2 separate regions of the Arachis hypogaea genome follow, and region 1 is linked to region 2. Evidence: chromatin contacts called from public Hi-C data. All regions are on one chromosome and are shown on one strand. The core of a region is the stretch at or near the end of the contact, and the rest is flanking DNA. Distances in the headings are between cores, read along the strand shown. Region 1 holds the start of LOC112775521 (diacylglycerol kinase 4-like). Region 2 overlaps LOC112790029 (a long non-coding RNA gene).

Evidence for each region. Hi-C and Micro-C count contacts between places; a contact is called where the count stands out from the background.
Region 1: a contact with region 2 is called in a Hi-C map of leaf, with 2.7 times the contacts expected there. The contact joins the promoter of LOC112775521 here to the enhancer-like site in region 2. A contact is called at or near these places in 2 of 8 Hi-C or Micro-C datasets (leaf and an unstated tissue).

Annotation. Positions count from the first base shown.
Region 1 is chr3:27,997,530-28,001,292 of arahy.Tifrunner.gnm2.J5K5, forward strand. LOC112775521 (diacylglycerol kinase 4-like) reads left to right here and starts at 1,394. Exons shown (of 12, transcript XM_025819184.3): 1 at 1,394-1,954; 2 at 2,280-2,402; 3 at 2,964-3,101; 4 at 3,190-3,275. The coding sequence starts at 1,553.
Region 2 is chr3:27,952,396-27,956,111 of arahy.Tifrunner.gnm2.J5K5, forward strand. LOC112790029 (a long non-coding RNA gene) reads right to left here. Exons shown (of 6, transcript XR_011879665.1): 6 at 3,199-3,659. Among protein-coding and RNA genes, the nearest start is that of LOC112790029, 5.4 kb to the right of the region's middle. Within about 2 kb of position 2,231, at least 3 of the 3 cell types and tissues checked have open chromatin away from gene starts, as enhancers often do.

The DNA of each region.
Region 1 (3,763 bases), core at 144-2,643, 44 kb after region 2:
GCATGGTTGTTAAGAACATCTATGACGGCCTCACGAATACCCGAAAGACGTTTGATGGATTTTCAGACGGAGCTGATGCAGGTGGAGCAAGTCATTCCAGTGACGCAGAAATATGCTTTTGCCATGGACATAGTGTCCATGCTGCTCCCTTCTGCTACCATGACGCCCTTCAGGTACCTCGGCATAGAAGGGTAGCATGGTCGCGGCGAAAGGTTGCCGAAACTCGAGCCTCCATCGTTGCATACGCAAGCTAACGCCAGAAAGTTGTTAGCCATGGCGGCATGCGAACAATCGGTGGGAAGATGGTGACGTCGATGAGGTGCGGCACAGCAGTAACAACAGCACGACAGGGAGGACAAGCGAAATACGGAGAGGCTAGGCATCGTCGGCATGAGGCTGGGCGGCGTTGGCGGGAGGATGGGCGGCATTGGCTGGGCGATGTCGGATCGGACAGCAGGGAAGTGCAGCGGCACTGGGGTGACTGTGCGGACCGGAGACCGCAAATGGAGAATGGGAAGTTAACGTGATATTAGGAGTAACTGTGCCAATTGTGATTTATTTTAATTGAAAATTCTTATTTTTTAAATTTCAAAATCTGAAATTAAAAATAATTAATTACTAATCTGATTTATGATTTTAATTTTAGTTTTTTTTTATTCCATTGTTTACGTTGTTTAGTATTCTCGTTGTTTTTCTATACTTTTTCTTTTTCCAATTATATGTCACTGCATTATAAGTAGAACTTTCATTTATAATTGCTCAAACTTGATTGTGATGTAGTTGGTTATTTTCATACTTTTTGACTCCTTATTTTTCTATACTGGCTTCCTTTTTTACGACTACACGCTTGCTAAAAAATTGAAAAAACTTTTAAGAAATTTAATTTTGGTAAGACTTTAATATTACTAAATCAAGTAAGTAGTTAATTAGTAGAATTTAGTTTTTTGCATTATGTGATATTCTGATTAGAACGAACTTATGACTTATGACTTGAGTATAAATTCTTACTAAAAATGGTATTATAGATATATTAATATTTTGGTGTACTATTTTGTTTATTTGACTATTTTTATCAAACATAGGTATAGAAACATCAATGAACTCATGCAATACAAAGGTATAATTATTATATTTGAACAAAAATAAATATACTTCCTAATATAAAAAATTGATGAAAATATAGGTAATATAAGTAGATACTAATTAAAGATGTATCTTTTGTACATAAAATAATATATAAAAGAAAATAAAAAAGTAGCATAAATATCGTGGAATGCTCAAAAATTGTGGTGCATGAGCATTATGATTGGGTCACTAATTAATTCTGTAATAAAAAAGGACGTAGGATGATTTATTGTTTACCCAATTGAACTTGTCTGTCCCCACAACCATTCCTACTCTATTTCATTATACTTGTTTCTTTCTCTCTCAACCTCAGGCTATATATTTATACTATATCTTGTAATACGGTAATAGATTTATTATTGAATACCTTGAACAGAAGAACATTTTTTCAATACATTTGTCCATCAAATCATATAGTTTTTTCCTCATGAATCCGATAGAAGATAGAGAAAAAGATGTAGAGGGAGAAGAGAACCTCAGTGTAATTGCATCACCTTCGTCATCGACAACAGGAGACACATATATCAAGACCCCATTAAGATCATCAACGTTAGTAAATTCGCTTCGCGGATGTGGCCTTTCCAATGTTCGCATTGACACGGAAAATCTTAGACAAAACCTTACAATGCCACAATACCTTCGTTGTGCAATGCGTGATAGCATTCGTCTTCAAGATCTCATTACTGAAGAAACTCGTACAATTGATTCTGTGGACAATGAGATCACCGCAGAGCGAACACCCCTCGTTGTCTTCATCAATCCCCGTAGTGGTGGCCGCCATGGTCCTGTCCTTAAAGAGAGGCTCCAACATCTCATGAGTGAGGAACAGGTCATTATCATTTCATGTCTTTTTTATTTTAAATTCATAATTCTAAAAAAAGTTTAAACTTAGCACATATAATTTATTTATTTCTTTGTTTATGTTTTTCTAGTAAGAAATTATTCTATGATATAAATTAAATATGACAAAACTCTTAACAAGATTCTTTTCAATATATTTAATATTTAAAATGCGTTGAGTTTTTTCTATCAACCTGTTTTGGGATTTTATGAGGTTAGAAGTATTAAAAAATATTGGTTGAGTTTGTCTTCTTGTTGTAAAGTTTTTATTACACAATTACAATATTATTTATGTATGTTAAGTTGTGATGCAGGTTTTAGATTTAGTAGATGTGAAGCCAGATGAATTTATCCGATATGGATTAAAATGTTTAGAGATGCTAGCTGATAAAGGAGATACCTGCGCTAGAGAGATTCGTGAAAGAATAAGGATTGTGGTATATGTTCATTGTGTTCGTGATGATTGAATTATTCCACATGATAGAATGTAAAATATATTTGTATTTTTGTTGAACTCTCTACAATCACAAATTTTTTATTTCATAATATTAAATTCGTTATCGAGTACCTCCTTTTAATACTTACAACACTATTAAAACACTATTAATTTAGTTGATCACATATTACTATATAAAAAGATGAGTTATGTTATGTGTACACCAAAATCAGCCACCAGTATAAAATACATGTTGAAATACAAATACACATTGAAAATAAATTAAACCAACATGTATTTATACACAAATACATTAGTGACTGATTTTAGTGGCTGACTTTGGTGTACAAATAGAATTTTTGTAAAAAGAATCTTAAGCTAGAACTTTTAAATAGGCATGTAGACGAATATCTGGCTAATAAAAGTTGTGATTGTACATGATGAAAATAAAATAACCCTTGTCAAATATGTTTTTATGATTGATGTTAAGATATTTTACACAAAAAAATACTTTTATTATTATTTTATTGATGGCATTGAATAGATACGGTTGGATTGATAGGTTGCTGGAGGTGATGGTACAGTTGGATGGGTATTAGGATGCCTTACAGAGCTTCACAAATATGGTCGAGAACCAGTTCCTCCTGTTGCAATCATACCACTTGGTACAGGCAATGATCTTTCTAGGAGTTTTGGATGGGTAAGAAATTGCATAAATTAAGAAATGATACGTTCACTGAAATAAAAGACTAATTTATAATGTGTCTTTTTTTTTCTTGTGGTGTTAGGGTGGTTCATTTCCTTTCTCATGGAGACAAGCAATAAAGAGAACACTTTACAAAGCTACTACTGGTCCAATTTGTCGTTTGGATAGGTATATATTATAATATAAATTTAGATCTTATATTTTGTTTAATTGATTTCTCAAGAAAGAATTGTTTAGAGCTTAATATCTTATTGGACGTTGCTTGATTTTTGATATGATCTTCTTTTCAAATGCAGATATTGAACGAATATGATTAACATATTATTATAATTTAGTATGGAAATACCTTCTAGTCTTGAGTAGCCTGGGGCAAAATTAGACAATTCATGAGACAAGAAACAATATGTTTTTTCACTTTAGTGTTTGTAGTATTTCTCAAACTTTCTTTATTCTTTTGAATAAAGTGAAATGTAATAAATTAAGAAATAATAAAGGATACATATGGACTATTAAACTTAAAAAAGTTAATACATTATGATGTTAGTCCCAAAATTTTTAAAAATGACAGACGAAAAAATTACAAGAGATAAAGTTTTAATAAAGATATTCAAAATTGTGGTAGTGACTGTTGTCCTCTACAACTACATTAGGAATCA
Region 2 (3,716 bases), core at 981-3,480:
TAGTAATTTTATATTAATTTTTATTAAGTACAGTTAAATGATACGGTAATTAATTTTATTAATCTTAGTAAGATGTTACACAATTTTAGAAATTTTTTAAAATAATTTTATAGGTTTCAGTAATATGATTTAGGAAATTAGTGACTTTTTAGTAAGTTTATTAATAATAATAATAGTATATTATAAGAAATAAAGAAAATAAAAATTATCTTTTGTATTATATTAGTCTCAGTTGGCAAATTAATTATTATGTCCTAAAAATTTTATCCAACGTAGTAATATATCATGAAAAATTATAAATTTATAGAATATTAAATTAGTATTTTCTAAGTAAATTTTATTACGTAGTTGATGGATATTATCATTGATTCGGGAAACAAATCAAAATTGAAAAGAAAATGTAGGTAACAAGTTTTAGGGTTCAAATAATGAAATAAAATATTTTGAGGAAGAACAAAAGAAAACCCTAAATCCTAAATCTTGTATTCTGAACTCTAAATTAGTAATTTATAGAGTAATTTAATTTATTATTCTAATATATATATTGAACCTCTATTGATTTGTTACATTAATATTATTAATTGTAGTTAACTGATATGCAGAAAAATTTAGTTTACTATATTTATAATAAGTCTTAGTTTTTCAAAGTTATATTTATTTTTAATTTAACAAATATGATATTTTTTTAATCATTTTTAATAATTTTAAAAGAGTAACACCAAAAGAATATTCTTGCTCATCACCTCGCAGAATTAACGTAAAGCTAACCTCAACATCTCATTTTTTGTTGATTTCATCGTACTCAAAAAAGAAGCGTACATAGTAGCATTTTTTTATTTTGGTAGACGTTATTGTAAAAGTTATTTAAAAAGATTATATTTTAAAAAACAATTCTTTATGAACATATATTCGCCGTTGCACTGTTAGAATTTACCTAAAATAATAAAAAAAAAGTTAATAAGAAGTAAAAATAATTGAGATAAAGTCATATCAGTAACAATAGACTGTAAAAAAACGTGTAGTAAATTTTTTAATAAAAAATGTTAGCAACATAATAATTTTATCGGCTCCGCTATGTTACCAACAGCATATCTGCCAACTTCTGCCAACTCTTATTTATAATTGTGTTTCATGAAAGTGTGTTCGTGGATGTGTCTAATAAAAATGTATTTTTTATAACTGTGTTTAATAGAAGTGTCTTTATAGATATATTTTCTGGATGTGTCTCTTCATATATGTATTTAAAATATATTAATTATTAGACACATCTATGAATACACTTCTATGAAACACAAATATAAATAAGAATTGGCAGAAGTTGGCAGATGATATGTTGGTACCCTATACTTTTCCTAATTTTATATTTTTGGTTGAAATAGTATTGTGCAGTTACCTTCTATACTCATTAAAATAACTATTAGAGTTAATGTTGGTAAAATACGATAGTTACGAATGGAAAAGGAACAATAGAAACAAATTAGTCTGAAAATATATTTTCCCATCATTTGTTATTATTTGATTTGCCAATCCAACTTTTCCAATCGAATCTAACAAGAACTTATGCAACCTAGAACTGTTGACTGAGTATATATAGGGGGGCAAATATACGTTCGACCTATATCATAACAAAGCCACTAGGTTGGTCCTCCTGTTTCAGGCTCCTCGCATGCGTAGACAACAACACCAGCAGGTGTCAGAACCGAGCAATGTCCACCGGCAACACCCCCCAAGCCTCTTACGAAGAGGTAGCATCCATGGAGCACATACGCGACCTAATCGCTGAGGCACGCGGAGACATCCCGGAATGCATCTCCGTCGCAGAGAGACTGAGGCAAGAACGCTGGGCGGCCGACAACGCGGATGAGGTCGCGAGGCTCATTAGCAACACACGGGGAAGAGGAGCAGGTGAGACACTTAACTTATTCAAGTTTGCATGCTTTAGTTTCCCTTATGTACGCAACTGTGGCACACCCGTTCCCCATGGATGCATTCAGCTGAACCCAAAAGAACCATTTTTCTATTTGCAGTCGACGAGATGGTGCCGGATCGTGACTGGAGCAAGGTTGCCGTTTAGAGGAGCTGCCAAGCAGGTCTACATCAACTTTGCAGGGAGCTGGGTCGAGCGGCTCCATATTACCAGATCCAAACATGAGACTTCACCGTTGTGGGAATTGTTCACAGGTTCTTCATCCTCATTCCTCCGGGAAGGCGCACGGGTGCTCTCTCTGCAGTCGGCAGGTTCTCCACAGACCCCCACATTGCCCTGGAAAATGGGGCGTCGGAGATGATACGGCTACTACTGGAGATTTTCGGTAAGCACCTGGATGACTACAACTACGATCTGCTTGACGAGTCTCTCGCAGTGAACTACGATCTTCAGTGGGAAATCGGGGCAGTGAAATCCAGCTACCGGGAGCTCCGTTCCTCATACAGGTATGTACTTCGCTGTAACAACCCGGAGTTGGTCGAGTCTAACTCCAACTCTTCGTGATAAGGTTCGAAAGTATGAATCTCCCCAACCATCCCTGAAAACGCAGTAGCCAAACCGTATCAGCTGGAACGTGGGTTAAATGGCGTTCATAAAGTATGGCCGGGAAGATGCCAATTTTCTTTACGTCTAACTTGTGTTTACTTAGTGTTGTCCTCTTATTTATAATTCTCGTTTTGTGTGACTAGAAATGTAAAATTCATGGTATTAAGTGCAGTGTTTGTCGGATAAGATATCTTTGCTTCGCGAGTTAAATCTGTTGATCCGGGAAACATGATTTTTTATCTCACCTTGACGAGCGGCGTTTCGTATGTTACTCTACCCGTAGTGTTTATTGACTATAACCGGCGACTAATACGTTTGCCATTTTCCAACTCAATCGTAGCATACAATAGTGTTTACTTAATTAAATCAATCTTATTTTGTTGAAATTGATTTGATGTTATGAATTTTACACTAAAGTGAGGAATATAATTCAATGGTAATCCTGATATAATGAATGACGGTTAAGTGGTTCATATATGTTTCGATATCGTATACTAAGTCTCTAAAAGTAGTGTTGCATACGTCCCACTATAGTGTTGTAACCCCTCACCCAACTGCATTAGACAGTACCGGGTTGAATGTAACATAATCTCCGGTGCAGAGATTGAATGGATTGGACAGAATACATGAATTTAAAAGAAAAGCATAGCGTTCAATGCCAGTGGTGAATATGAAAGTATAAGCATATTAATTAATTAAGATTACATAAGAGTCTCGTGGGATGACCACAAACTTGAAAATTTGTCAAAAACACCAAAACATTTACTTAGTCATGATCTTTGGCCTTTACATGTACAATGAAGTGCAAGCCCATGTTCTTGACACCATCTTGGTTGTAACAGTTGAACGATCCTAACAACAAACTGGCATGACACCCAACGAAAAAATTAAATAAGGCTGTTGACAAATTGTGTGATGTGAAACACTCAACTTTTGGTATTAACATGTAAACATTTTTTCCTACACCAAATGGGCCTTATTCAAAAGTGACAAGAATTCAATTTAAAAAGCCCACGTATGTCCCACAATGGGTTTGCTATTCTGAATTTAGTGGTTAGAAAGTAAGTTGTCGACCCTCCCAGGTAACCGGCATATCACGCTTGTCGTTCGAGGGGTGGGAGGATCCCTGTATAAGAAAAAGGAAATCAAATTACCTAATTGGAATATAATGTCCAGATAGCCA